Linked DNA regions of Mus musculus: region 2 is linked to region 1. The links are chromatin contacts, called in public promoter capture Hi-C maps. All regions are on one chromosome and are shown on one strand. The core of a region is the stretch at or near the end of the contact, and the rest is flanking DNA. Distances in the headings are between cores, read along the strand shown.

Region 1 (6,867 bases), core at 1,322-3,821:
GAAAAACTTTGATAGGTAGACAAACTGGTAGCAATGAGGATCCAGGTTTAGTTTGGAAAGACCTCAAAACTACAGCCTGGCCACCTGAGCTCCTGACAGTCAGTGATCTGGGGTACAGAGTGTAAGAGAGAGAAGAGTGAAGGAGGAGAGAATGGAGACAGGGGAGAGTTGTGGGTCCTGTCTTCCCCAGGGGAGCCATATCTAGAAGGCAATGTCTTATGGGACAAGTTTCAGGGAGAACAGCAGAGAGTTTGGTCTGCTATATTGTAATCAGTCCATAGTCTCATAGATTGTGGGCTAAGACATGGGTCTCCATCACACACAATCGACTATGGCTACCACACAAAAATCACAATATCAGCTCTTGTTTAATTCCAGATTCTTACTTTATGTCCACACAACCAACACAATTGAGAAACTAGTGAAGAGCCCTTGGTGCAGAAACATTTTTTTGGGCTTAGGATCTAGCAGACATACATCCTACCTCACAGCAAGCAGCACTTGAGCCTGTATCCTGGGGAGAGTTGAGAGAACCATGTCTTGCAGTCTAAACCTTCAGGCTGTCACTCTGTTTCCACCATCCATTGCCCACAGCAGCACTGGGGCCTTCCTGCCCTCTGTCCTGTCCTCTGTCCTCCTTCCCTCCTGTCCTCTGTCCTCTGTCCTCCTGCCCTTCTATCCTCTGTCCTCCTGCCCTTCTATCCTCTGTCCTTCTGTCCCCCTGTCCTCTGTCCTCCTGATCTCTTGTCCTCTGTCCTCCTGCCCTCTTGTCCTCTGTCCTCCTGCCCTCTGTCTTCCTATCCTCCTGTCCTCTTGTCCTCCTGTCCTCCTGTCCTCTGTCCTCCTGTCCACTTGTCCTCCTGTCCTCTGGCCTCCTGTCTGCTGTCTTCCTGTCCTTCTATCCTCTGTCCTCCTGCCCTCCTGTCCTCTGTCCTCCTGACCTATATTTCTGTCCATTTTCACCTTGATTTTCTGTCTTTATCCCAGGTCTGCCCTCCCTCTACCCTGGACTAACTTTAATTAACTCAAGATCCACTCAAGGTTTGGTTACATAATGATTCCATCAGGTAATGGTGTCTGGGCTGTCACCTTGCTCCTGGTACATATCCTAGCAGATGTGTTGGATCCTGGATTTTCCCTAATTCCCCATACCCATAACATCTCCAGGTGAATCTCCAACTACCATAAACTGAAGCCCCAGCAGATCCCCTGCGCCAGGAATATGTCATGGGAATTTTGAGACTTTAGGCAGCCTGTTTATTAATTTTATAAAAGTAAAAGTCCACGAAACAGCCAAACAATAAACACAGACCACTGGCTGATACTTCCCCTTCTCTAGTGGATTTTTCCCAGTTTCTGCTTCTCCATGCCCATAACCAGCTCATTACACAATAGGCTCAGAGGAGAAGCCCTTTATAGGAGCTGCCCCCAGGCTCTTCACTAGTTTTGTATTATGATGCTTTCCCTTTGAGATTAGTGTCATCACTCTCCTTTAGATCAAGAAGTCCCAGCCCACCTGGATCCTGATTCAGCCTAAGGCTCTCCAGCAGGGCTGGACACCTCCTATAGGAGTACATTAGAAATGCCTGCTCTAGGAAGACTGAGGGATTCCATTTGTGTACTGAGTAGCCATGGCTTCTGCATAATCAGCTAGGACTGTCAGTAGAAGATATGACATTCTGCTAGTCAGTAACTTTAAGTCACAGCTCAGATCAGCCTTCCTAGATAGACAGCTCAGGGTTTCTGTTGGGCAAGTACCAGAATTACATCACTGTTCAAAAAATCTCAGAAGAGAGGTAAGGGCTGTGGATATTTAGCAGTTAGACACACATGGCTCTGGGGCCTGAGCATCTCCTCTCTAGTGGTCAGTGTAAGGACACAGGTTCTCGGGCAGCATCCTCTCCCTCCATTTACCTAACAGTGACCACTCTCACCGTTAAAGAGGGCAAAATTCGTCATCACCATGGATGTCCTCTCCTCCAGGTCTGAGACCAGTTCCTTGATCATCCCCTGCGTCTGATTGCTCACATAGTCATTGAGGAGCTTTCTGGCCTCACGAGGCTGCTGGAAGTCTGCTGTGAAGACCTCAGTGTGGTACAAAGCCCTTGCCTTCTCCTTGAACTCTGCCAGGATCTGCAGGTGCTTTTCAACAACCATTGAATTGCCTGTGCTGATCTGTACCTGGTCCCCTGGCTGACTGAGCCTCTGTAGGAGGTGCCCAAAGCCCTGGTGGATGTCTGCCTCAGGGGTCTCTGTCAGATTGAACTTGAGACCTTCTAGAATCTCTTCCAGAGTGTTGCCCTTTGCTCCCAGGGACAGGGAGGCCAAGGCAATTGTGATGCTAAGTGGGGAGAAGACAAAATTTTTATGTGGATTCTTCAAAGCCAGCTTCTTGTAGAGGCTGAAGGCAAAGTCAGTGTTGATGGAGGCCAATGTAAGACTGTCCAGTTGTGTTTCATGGTCTCTGTCTTTCTGGACTGGAGTGTGCTTTCCTAATGTGTCCTCTGGACAGCAGAGGACAGCAGGGCAGATCCCAGCCATCAAGAGCCCCAGAGCTGCAATGAAGGCCATCTTCTATGTTCTCCAGCCTGAAAGAAAAAATATCCTTTGAGTGTGGTTCATTCCAGTCTCACAGGGTTAGGAGGAAAAAAAAACCCACAGAGATGGGCACAAACGCTCTGTAATCTCATCTCCATTCTGGATTGGCATAAGGCTATTAGGAGGCAGGGAGCCCTCTTCCTTTTTCCTTGTACCCTTTCCTATCACCAATCTCTAGTCCATACTCTGAGAAGGAAACTTGTATGAATTTTGAAGTCTATGGCTCACTCCTAATTCCAGAAAGTATGTCTAAGAAATCTCACATCACTGGGCTGAATCTAGTGTATGTTTCTGGGAGTAGGGAGATTGAGAGTAAGCTGTGGAGATATCTGGCTCATTGCCAAAGCCCTGTCACCCCTGAGAGTATCTATTAGAATGACCAATAGGGAGAAGTCCTTTCAACCCTACCACAGTACTACATTGCTCAGGCTTGGAAGGCCTCCTTGCTGGAAGAAAAAAAAAGTTTGATCCTATGATTCTGTACTGGCTGGTTTTGTGTGTCACTTTGACAGAAGCTGGAGCTATCACAGAGAAAGGAGCCTCCTTAGAGGAAATGGCTCCATGAGATCCAGCTGTAAGGCGTTTTCTTAATTAGTGATCAAGGGTGGGAGAGCCCATGGTGGGTGGTTTCATCCCTGGGCTGGTAGTTCTGTGCTCTCTAAGAAAGCAAGCTGAGCAATCCCAAGCCAGTAAGAACCACCCCTCCATGGTCTGTTCATCATCTCCTGCCTCCAAGTTCCTGCCCTGTGTGAGTTCCTGTCCTGACTTCCTTTGGTAATGAACAACAATGTGGAAGTGCAACCTGAATAAACTCTTTCTTTCCCCAACTTGCTTCTTGGTCATGATGTTTGTGCAGAAATAGAAACCCTGACTAAGACAGATACCTGTACCAGACTTCAATATGAATGACAGGGTGGCTGTGTGTTGGCAAGCAAATATCTAGACCTCTCTGTGCAGCCTGTTGTGTGGCCAATGACATAATTGGCCAAAGTGTCTGGCTTATTACACTGTTGGAGTGGATGTGGAGAATGTCCAGAGGGTCAACTCATCCATACTCCCCTTCAGTAGAGATCACAGTTGAATCTTGTGATCATGGTAAACATGATTGCCAAGACGTAGCCTCTGTGTACACTGTACTGGAGTTCAGATGGGAAAGTAGATGAGAAAGGAATGAAAAGGCAAGGAAGGATAAGGGAGAGAGGGGATAACATGGATTATGGGAGAAGGATAAGTGAGAAAGTGCAAGAAAGAGGGAGGGGTGGGGCTATAGGAGAGGGAGCAGAGGATAGGGTGAGGGAGCCAAGGGGAAGATGAAGGGGAGATGTGGAGAGCCGTGCCATGAACAATCGCGAGCCGTGAGCAATAAGAAGGTGGACTTCAGAAAATCAAATAACCCCATTAAAAATGGGGCTCAGAACTGAACAAAGAATTCTCACCTGAGGAATACCGAATGGCAGAGAAGCACCTGAAAAAATGTTCAACATCCTTAATCATCAGGGAAATGCAAATCAAAACAACCCTGAGATTCCACCTCACACCAGTCAGAATGGCTAAGATCAAAAATTCAGGTGACAGCAGATGCTGGCGAGGATGTGGAGAAAGAGGAACACTCCTCCATTGTTGGTGGGATTGCAGGCTTGTACAACCACTCTGGAAATCAGTCTGGCGGTTCCTCAGAAAATTGGACATAGTACTACCGGAGGATCCAGCAATACCTCTCCTGGGCATATATCCAGAAGATGTCCCAACTGGTAAGAAGGACACATGCTCCACTATGTTCATAGCAGCCTTATTTATAATAGCCAAAAGCTGGAAAAAACCCAGATGCCCCTCAACAGAGGAATAGATACAGAAAATGTGGTACATCTACACAATGGAGTACTACTCAGCTATTAAAAAGAATGAATTTATGAAATTCCTAGGCAAATGGATGGACCTGGAGGGCATCATCCTGAGTGAGGTAACACATCCACAAAGGAACTCACACAATATGTACTCACTGATAAGTGGATATTAGCCCAAAACCTAGGATACCTAAGATATAAGATACAATTTGCTAAACACATGAAACTCAAGAAGAATGAAGACTGAAGTGTGGACACTATGCCCCTCCTTAGAATTGAGAACAAAACACCCATGGAAGGAGTTACAGAGACAAAGTTTGGAGCTGAGACGAAAGGATGGACCATCTAGAGACTGCCATATCCAGGGATCCACCCCATAATCAGCTTCCAAACGCTGACACCATTGCACACACTAGCAAGATTTTGTCGAAAGGACCCAGATGTAGCTGTCTCTTGTGAGACTATGCTGGGGCCTAGCAAACACAGAAGTGGATGCTCACAGTCAGCTATTGGATGGATCACAGGGCTCCCAATGGAGGAGCTAGAGAAAGTAACCAAGGAGCTAAAGGGATCTGCAACCCTATAGGTGGAACAACATTATGAACTAACCAGTACCCCGGAGCTCTTGACTCTAGCTGCATATGTATCAAAAGATGGCCTAGTCGGCCATCACTGGAAAGAGAGGCCCATTGGACACGCAAACTGTATATGCCCCAGTAAAGGGGAACATCAGGGCCAAAAAAAGGGAATCGGTGGGTAGGGAAGTGGCGGGGGGGGGGGGGAGGATACGGGGGACTTTTGGGATAGCATTGGAAATGTAATTGAGGAAAATATGTAATAAAAAAAATATGGCGCTGGCCTCCGCTGTGCCTAACTAGTAAACAAGCCTTGTACGCCAGTGCCAGAGTGAACTCACTCCTAGTCACTGCCCATCTAGGGGTGTAGTAGTGGGGCGATGGGTGAGCAACAAATCAGGAGCTGGCATGCCATATCTAGTGCTGAAACGCCATGACTGAGGGCTATATAAGCGACTCCATTTTCTGGGGTCAGGATCTTCCCTCCTGAAGAAGTAAGCAATAAAGCTTTTGCCGCAGAAGATTCCGGTTATCCCTAGTGTGTTCTTGCTGGCGGGGACAAAAGCTCGGGATAAGTGGTGCCGAGGAACCCGGGAACTTTATACCATCACACCAGCACAAGGGAGATCCCTCGTTTGCCGGGCAGAACCAGAACTGTGGGACACGTAAGGCTCTGCAAGGTACGTACAGTCTTGAAATTTCTCCAGAGTTAGACGCCCTTTTGATTGTTTTCACGGCGATTATTCCTTCCCTTTCGGTTTCGTTTTGCTTCCACCACTGGAACTGCTGACTGGTTCTCAGGCCTGGACAGCGACCAGTATTGCTGACTGGTTCCCAGTCGCGGTCAGGCCTGGACAGTGCCTGGACAGTGACCAATTTCAGTTGCGGTCAGGCCTGGACAGCGGCAGTATGGGAATCTCCCACTCTGTATTAGTGGCGTTAAGGTCGGTCTTGAAGCAGTGTGGCCTGAAAATTGCCACTAAGACTATAGAGGGATTTGTCAGGGAGATAGACCGTGTGGCACCATGGTCTAACCTGCCTCATAAGTCATCAACACTTCTCAGGGGTACATACTGTCTATGCTTGGTTTATCTAACTTTTATTAGGGACTACTTTAAGTGTACATACAAATGTTCATGCATCAGAAGCCAGTTTCCTTTAACAGTACGTTCAATTTTGGTGAGCTAATAAACACTTCAACTTAAATAATGGCATTGTTAAGGATCAAATTCCACTATTAGTTTTGCTAACACCACTGGCACATAAACTGCATATGTATATATGTATTATCGTAAAATAAAACTCCTCTCAGAATTTCTTTACTTTTTACTATACACCACTAGTTCATATTTTAGGTTTTTTTTTTTTACAAAGAAAATGCTAAGAAAATTATAATCACATAATTCCAGATTTCTTTACATATAAGATGGAATGGTCCAGCAGCTATGTCCACTGTCACAGACTTTAGTTCCGTTCAATTGATATGTCGCCTCATGGGACAAACTGAAAGGAGATCTAGTTAGGGAACAGCAGAACGGCAAACTTAAAGCAAGGACCATGCTGTTGTGGAAGCTGGTGAGGCGGGACAGAAGATTCTGGATGAAATTCAAGACAGTCTATCAGAGGCAGAGCAGGGAGAGATTGTAAGAGTTGAAACGAAACAAGGTGCATTGAAGAATAAAAGCCTTTCCATGGACCTTGAGCCCGAGGAAAAGATAATGTAGGGAAAGAATGCCCAGGATGAGTTTAGAAAAGGAGAAAAGAGAAAAACAAAGGATAATATAAAATATAAAGATATAAAGGATAATATAAAATATAAAGATACAAAAGATAATATAAAATATAAAAAT
Region 2 (6,867 bases), core at 2,508-5,007, 73 kb before region 1:
CACTATGGGACTTGATAGTGAAACAATTTCTTGCTCTTGGCATCTTTCAGCCCAGACATACATCCCACCTCACAGCAAGCAGCACTTGAACTTGGGTCTGGGGAGAGTTGACAGAACCATATCCTCTAGTTTAACCCTTCAGGCTGTCACTCCTCTTCCACCATCCCCTGCCCTCAGCAGTTCTGGAGCTATCCTGTCTTCTATCCTCTGTCCTCCTGTACTCTGACATCCTGTCCTATTTTTTCTCTATTGTCATCTTTATTTTCTGCCTATAGACCAGAGCTGCCCTCCCTCTACCCTGGACTAACTTTAGCTCCAAATCCACCCCAAGTCTGGTTACATCATGACTTCTGTCAGTCACCAATTTCAGGGCTGTCACCTTGCTCCCTGTCTTATCGGGGAGGATGTGTTGGGTATGGGATCTCTGGATTTCCCCCCCAGTACCGTTACCTATAACGGTATCCAGCTGAGTCTCCAACTATCCTGTACCCCAAGTCTCATCAGACTCCTTGAACAAGGAATGTGTCTTGGCTAAATGGCTAGTTATGTTACAAAAGCAAATTTACACAAAGCAGTCAGACTCTAGACATAGAACTTTGCCTGGCTGACACTTCCCCATCTCTAAGGGCTCTTACCCAGTCCCTGCCTCTCTATACCCAGGACCAGTTCATTACAGAAAAAGCTCAGAGGAGAAGTACTGCACCAAACCTGCCCACAGGGCTCTTCACTACTTGTGGTTATGCTACCTTCCATGTCCCAATTACTGTCTCTGATCTCCTTATGATCAAGAAGTCCCAAGCCCATACTCTCCTAGAGACAGAGGCTCTCCAGCAGGTATGGACATCTGCTATAGGAACATATTAGAAATACCTGCAGTGGGAATACTGAGGGAATTGGTCTCTGCAGGGAGTAGTCATAGCTTCGGACCAGAAGGTAGGATTGAACATGTGAGGTAAAATATTCTGCTTTTAAGTGAGGTTAAGTCATAGCCAATAAGCAACCCTTGTAGACTGAGGACTCAAGACTTCTCTTGAGCATGTACCAAGAAACACAACTATTGTCCAGAGACAGCTCAGAAGAGGAGACTGGTGAGAAACAAGAAGCTAGGCACCCAAGGCTATGGGCATCTCCTTTACAATGGACATCTTATAGCACAGGTACGCAGCCCGGATCCTTTCCCTCCACTCCTAAGTAGTGACCTCTCTCACCTTTAAAGTAGATGTAATTCACCAGCACCATCAATGTCCTATCATCCAGTTCTGAGATCAGTTTCTTGATCATCCCCTGGGTCTGATTGCTCACATAGTCATTGATGAGCTTTGTGGCCTCAGTAGGCTGCTGGAAGTCTGCTGTGAAGGCCTCAGTCTGGTACAGAGCCCTTGTCTTCTCATGGAATTCTGCCAGGATCTGCAGGTCCTTTTCAATAAACATGGCATTGCCTATGTTTATCTGATCCTGGTCTTCTGGCTGGCTGAGCCTCTGTAGGAGGTGCCCAAAGCCCTGGTGGATGTCTGCTTCAGAGGTCTCTGTGAGATTGAACTTGAGACCTTCTAAAATCTCTTCCAGGGTGTTGCCCTTTGCTCCCAGGGACACGAGGGCCAAGGCAGCTGAGATGCTAAGTGGGGAGAAGACAATATTTTTATCTGGATTCTTCAAAGCCATCTTCTTGTACAGGCTGAAGGCAAAGTCAGTGTTGATGGACGCCAATGTGAGACTGTCATCTGGTGTCCCACTTTCTTGGTTTTTATGTAATAGAATATCTATTCCCCATGTGTCATCTGAGAAGCAGAGGACAGTAGGACAGATCCCAGCCATTAAGATCCCTAGAGCTGCAATGAAGGCCATCTTCTGTGCAGTCTGGAAGGAAAACATCCTTTGAGTCTTGGAGGACCAGCTGGTGCTCTGACCATTTCCTAGCTTTCCCACCTGTCTGGCATTGTGCCCTGCTCTGCTGCCCTTCCTGTCTCTTTGACTGTCCACAGGAGGTGATCTGGCCTCTCAGATTCAGTACTCCATCATGAGCCCCCTATTACCATAGAGGAAGTGCTGTTGCAGAAGCCAATTTTCATAGTAGAGAACCAAGATCCAGAGATTTGAAGGGACATGTTAGTGTCACAAGCCAAGCCAAAATAGGAGTGGGGGATGGGTGTGAGCCCTGTCTGCACTTTGCACTTGTGTCACCTCCAGCTGCCCCCTTCTCAGGCTGAACTCTGGAATCTTGGAGCATTTTTTATCATAGGTCCTATCTTAGCCCTTTGATGACAAGTCTGTGATGTCTGAGTTCATTTGGCTCATGAAAGCAAGGTGTTGGATTAGTTGAAAGGCAGTGGGAGAGATGTCTCATGCAGTGCAGAAATCCTGGACCCATGGGAACCAGCAGTGGAAGGACACACAGGGGAAAGTTCTCTCAGCTCTGTCAAGGAACAGCATGGTGCTTTGTACCCCAGGCTTGGAAGGCCTCCTGGTGTGAATAAGAAAGAGCTGTACTAGTCTCTGATCTCTGGACCAGATTTCTTGTTGGCTGTGTGATAGCAAGCAAATGCGTGGACCTCTCTGTACAGCTTGGTGAGAGGTCCAAGTTACAGTATTGGTAAGTGGCTAGCTTGTTGTGGGAATTGGAAATGATTTTCTGGAATGCCTAGGGGTCCATATCCTCTATATATACCCAGTTAGGGGGGCACAGGCATCCTAATGCACTATAGTTGAAAGCTTGCAATCATGGCTATCTACCTTTAGCCTCTGATCATTTGTTCAGGTGTAAAGTTGAAGGTGAATGGTAAAGGAACAGGAGACAGAGGAAGGAGTGGAGAGAGGAGAGGGGGAAGAGGAGAGATGAGAGAGGAGGGAGGGAAAAGGAGAGAGGAGGACGGGTAGAGGAGAAAGGAAGGAGGAGGGAGAAGAGAGAAGAGAGGAGAGAAGGGGGAGGGAAGAAGGAGGAGGGAGGATGGGGAGAGAGGAGAACTGGGAGAGTAGAAGTGTGGAGAAAGGAAGGAGAGAGAAATGGGAAAAAGAGGGGTAAGGAAATAGGAAGAGGGAGGGGTAGGGGAATAGGAGGAGGGAGAGGGAGAGAAAGTAGGAGGAAGGGAAGTGAAGAAGGCTGGGAAAGAACTAGAATAGTACACAGGGAGCTGGAGAAAGCACTAAGCAATATTTTGTGCCAAAATTATTTAGAGAGAAAAGAGGTTGCTTAATTCGTACAGCAAGAGACGTGGCTCAGCAACTGTGCCTTCCTTGCTTCCCTAGTTGTGGCTGAAGCCCCTCTGCTTGGCCAGAGGATCTGGTATATAAGAAGGAAGTGGGGTCCCAACCCCCTCCACCAGGCATCTTCTTTGTGATGTGAGCAAGAAAGAGCTGTCACCTCATCCAGAGTGACTGTGCAACAGTCTCGTCTTACCCTACCTATGACAGCAGCATGCTATGCAAGTTCTCAAAACTTCATCCCTGTGGAGTCAGAGAAGCAGACTCCATTTACTGTCCATGAGTAGAGACCACAGCATCTGCATCTTCCATTGGCAAGAGAAACAGTCCAGAGAGAAGATTTTGTGAACCCCAGAAATATTCCCTGATTGTAAGCCACTATCTCAGTCAAAGCTCTTGCCTCAGCCACACAAACACATGTTGTAGGCCATAGCTAGTACCACACAGTCCTGGGGCAGTGCCTTTTCTATTCATGGAGTCAAGGAATCCCGGGCATTACCTGCAGAGCCTCTGTGATAGCTGACTCCTGATGTTCAGGGTTGTTGGCTTGCCTGGCATCTCCCCAGTGAACAGTGATGCCTATTTATTCCTCCCAAGGGCTCCTCCCTCCTCTTAGGAAATGCTGGCATGGACAAGCTGTGCTCTGTGGTCAGTTTACAACTCGTCAGACAGGAAGATTTCTGGTAACATGGATTTGTAGTCTCTATCAGAACTGCCTCCTGATGGGGCAATTCCCATCTCTTTTCTACACAAGCCCATTGGATCTCCTGGGTATGTCTTTTGTTTATCAAATGCTTCAATGATGTAGAAAAGGGGAGAAATCACAAGCAAAACCAGACTCTACCCTACTTTTTGCCAGGGAGGGCTGCAGCTTGATAATCTAAGTCATTTAAAAATACTATCTAACTAACTAACTAAAAAAAAATCAGTAGCCCTCCTTTATACAAATATTAAACGGGCTAAGAAAGAACTTAGAGAAACAACATCCTTCCCAATAACCACAGATAATACTAAATATCTTGGTTTAATTCTTTTTTTTTATTTTATTTATTTTTTTTATTAGGTTCTTGGTTTAATTCTAACCAAGCAAGGACAAGAATTACAACTCTCTGAGGAAAGAAATTGAGGAAGATATTAGAATATGGCAAGATATCCATGCTCATGGATTGGTAGGATTAGCCTAGTAAAAATGGATATTATAACAAAAGCATTCTACAGATTCAGTGAAATTCCCATTAAAATTCCAACACAATTCTTTACAGGCCTTGAAAGAGCAATTCCCAACTTCATATGGAAAAACAAAACACCCAGGATAGGTATAAAAAACTTGTACAATAAAAGAAATTCTAGAGGTATGACCATCCCTGATTTCAAGCTGTACTACAGAGCAATAGTAATAAACCCCCATGGTATTGGCATGAACACAGGCATGTTGATCAATGGAATAGAACTGAGTGATCTAGGAGAACCCATTGAGCAAAGCAAAGGTTTGGTTTGACTCACAGTTTCAAAGTCTACAGTTCAGGGTCTGCTGGCTCCAGTTCTGTCCTAGGTCTATTTCCAATGTCTGTGACTACCCAGTGCCCAGTTCTTGCCTAACTCTTTCCCTCCTCCAGGCCTTAGCCTTTGCCACCTACTGCCCTTTTCTGGATCTGCCTCCATCTGATACAGTGTTGGAGCCCAAACTCCTGCAGCTACATGGAGCCTGTTGGTTAGAGCAGCTCCTCTCCCTCTAGTACTCCTACTCAGGGCAGTGCCATAGCCTTTCTCTGCATTCCCAGCCGACCAACCTCACAGGACAGATGGACACCTCCACCTTCATCACACAAAATGAAAGCAGCAAAGGGTCAATTTGTGTATTCCTGCATAGAAAGTGTCCAGGCAGTGTTCAAATAGCTCCTGTTGGCAGGAATTGCCTCTAGTGACAAAAGGGACATAGAGATTGTCACTCACACTCTGTGACTCGTGTGATGGCCCTCTGACTTATAGGCTGTTATCAGCCCCTTTCATGGAAGAGGAAACTGAGACACAGGAAACTTAGTTATTTCCCCATGACCACACAGCTAAACATTATGGTATGTGGGATGCTCCTCCAAGGGTCTGGTCAGGCTTACTGAAAAGCAGTCCTTGTTTTCAAGCCCCTAAGTATCCTTGATCATTGTCACCATGACCACCCTTCTTCATTGTCCCATTGACAATGAAAGAGATGGCTGGGGAAAGAGGCTGACTGCTCCTAGAATGGTTCATTCTATCTACTTCATAATTGAACTTCTCCTCAGCTGGAGTCACATTGGATGAGCATTTACATGGGACATGAATATCTTCCCCTCCTTCTCCCACCTGGAGAGATCTCTCCTCATAGTTCTTTTCCAGATGTCTTTTTCACCAATTTTCCAAGTATGTTCTTTGCAAGCATTCGGCTGGGAATGCAGAATCTATTGGCAATATCCATGAATTAGTGACAAATTGCACATCTGGCCATGTGTCCTTTCAAGCAAAATGCATGACCATGAGTACTTCCTGAATTTCTATCAACCAAGATGTCCCTTTGCTGCTGTCTTCAGGGTTGTCCCTGGAAGGGCTGCAATGCCCCATCTGCTCATGGCTTACTGTTACCTACATAACTTGCATAACCATAAGTAAAACAGGTCCTAATACTCTCTGCCTCTGTCAACGGATCATAGAGTACACATCATGAGGCTCTAGGGGCATGGTTGGCAGCAGACAGCACTGTCAATAAAGTGGAAACTACAGACATTTGGGAAATTTCTTCATGTAACTTTGTAGTGCCTTCAGGATCTGTTTGTGTCAGATCATGTAAATGTAATTTCCTTTTAATAGTGACTTGCTACTATGCATGTGCTAATTTATAACTTGGTGGGTCAAACATCAGCTATCTCATGATGGGAAGCTCAGAACATATGGTAATACAGGAGCCTGTCGTCACTCTAGTTGGTGGTGCATCCTGGGAGAAGGGTGCCTAAAATTGAGGCAGAATAAAGTCTCATGCAATGGCTAACTTTATTCAGAGTATCAGATAATTTGTACAGAGTTGGTTAAGTAGAGTTGCCTCAGTAAGTGTACAATCACAAGGACAAGCTACAACTAGTTTAAACAAAACAAAATAAAAAACAAACAAACACCCCCCCCCAGGTTTTTCATATAGGCATATAAACAATGTCACTAGTCAGCTGTAATGAATAATCAGAAGGAAACTCCCTCCTGTCCACTCCATTTGGGAGGTGCAAGCAAGTGTAATCCAAGAACAACTTTCTGTATTTGGAAAAACCTTAGGTCGCAAGACTCCTGTCTTATTTTCTTGGATTTTTCTCATGAGCACTCAGAATTCCCCTAATGTGACTCCATTCAGCATCCAGGATCTGTTGAAGAGCCTTCTCCTGTCACAGTCCTATAGAAAACTATCAGCTCTCCAAGTCACTTGGTAAATGGGCAGAGTAGCCCATTCAAATCAGGAATGTGCTGTCTCTAGAGCCCAAGTAGTTCCACTAACACTAAGCCTGGGATACTGCGTTTGGCTCACTATTATCCCTGGCAGAGCAAATGTAAAGGCTTCACTTAGCCTTTCCAATCCAGACTAAGGGTGAACTTCTATAACAACAACACACCAGAAAGCCCAACATACTCATGGAACTCTACTCAATAATAACT

Evidence for each region. Capture Hi-C pulls out chosen DNA fragments and counts their contacts.
Region 2: a promoter capture Hi-C map of liver shows a contact between it and region 1. The contact joins the promoter of Serpina3m here to the promoter of Serpina3j in region 1. A contact is called at or near these places in 1 of 115 datasets of contacts at active chromatin or transcription factors (embryonic stem cells) and 3 of 9 other capture datasets (adipose tissue, liver and pancreatic islet).

Annotation. Positions count from the first base shown.
Region 1 is chr12:104,310,274-104,317,140 of GRCm38.p6, reverse strand. It overlaps Serpina3j (serine (or cysteine) peptidase inhibitor, clade A (alpha-1 antiproteinase, antitrypsin), member 3J), which reads right to left and starts at 2,571. Exons shown (of 4, transcript NM_001101472.2): 1 at 1,935-2,571. The coding sequence starts at 2,571.
Region 2 is chr12:104,384,054-104,390,920 of GRCm38.p6, reverse strand. Serpina3m (serine (or cysteine) peptidase inhibitor, clade A, member 3M) reads right to left here and starts at 3,757. Exons shown (of 5, transcript NM_009253.2): 1 at 3,698-3,757; 2 at 1,209-1,857. The coding sequence starts at 1,845.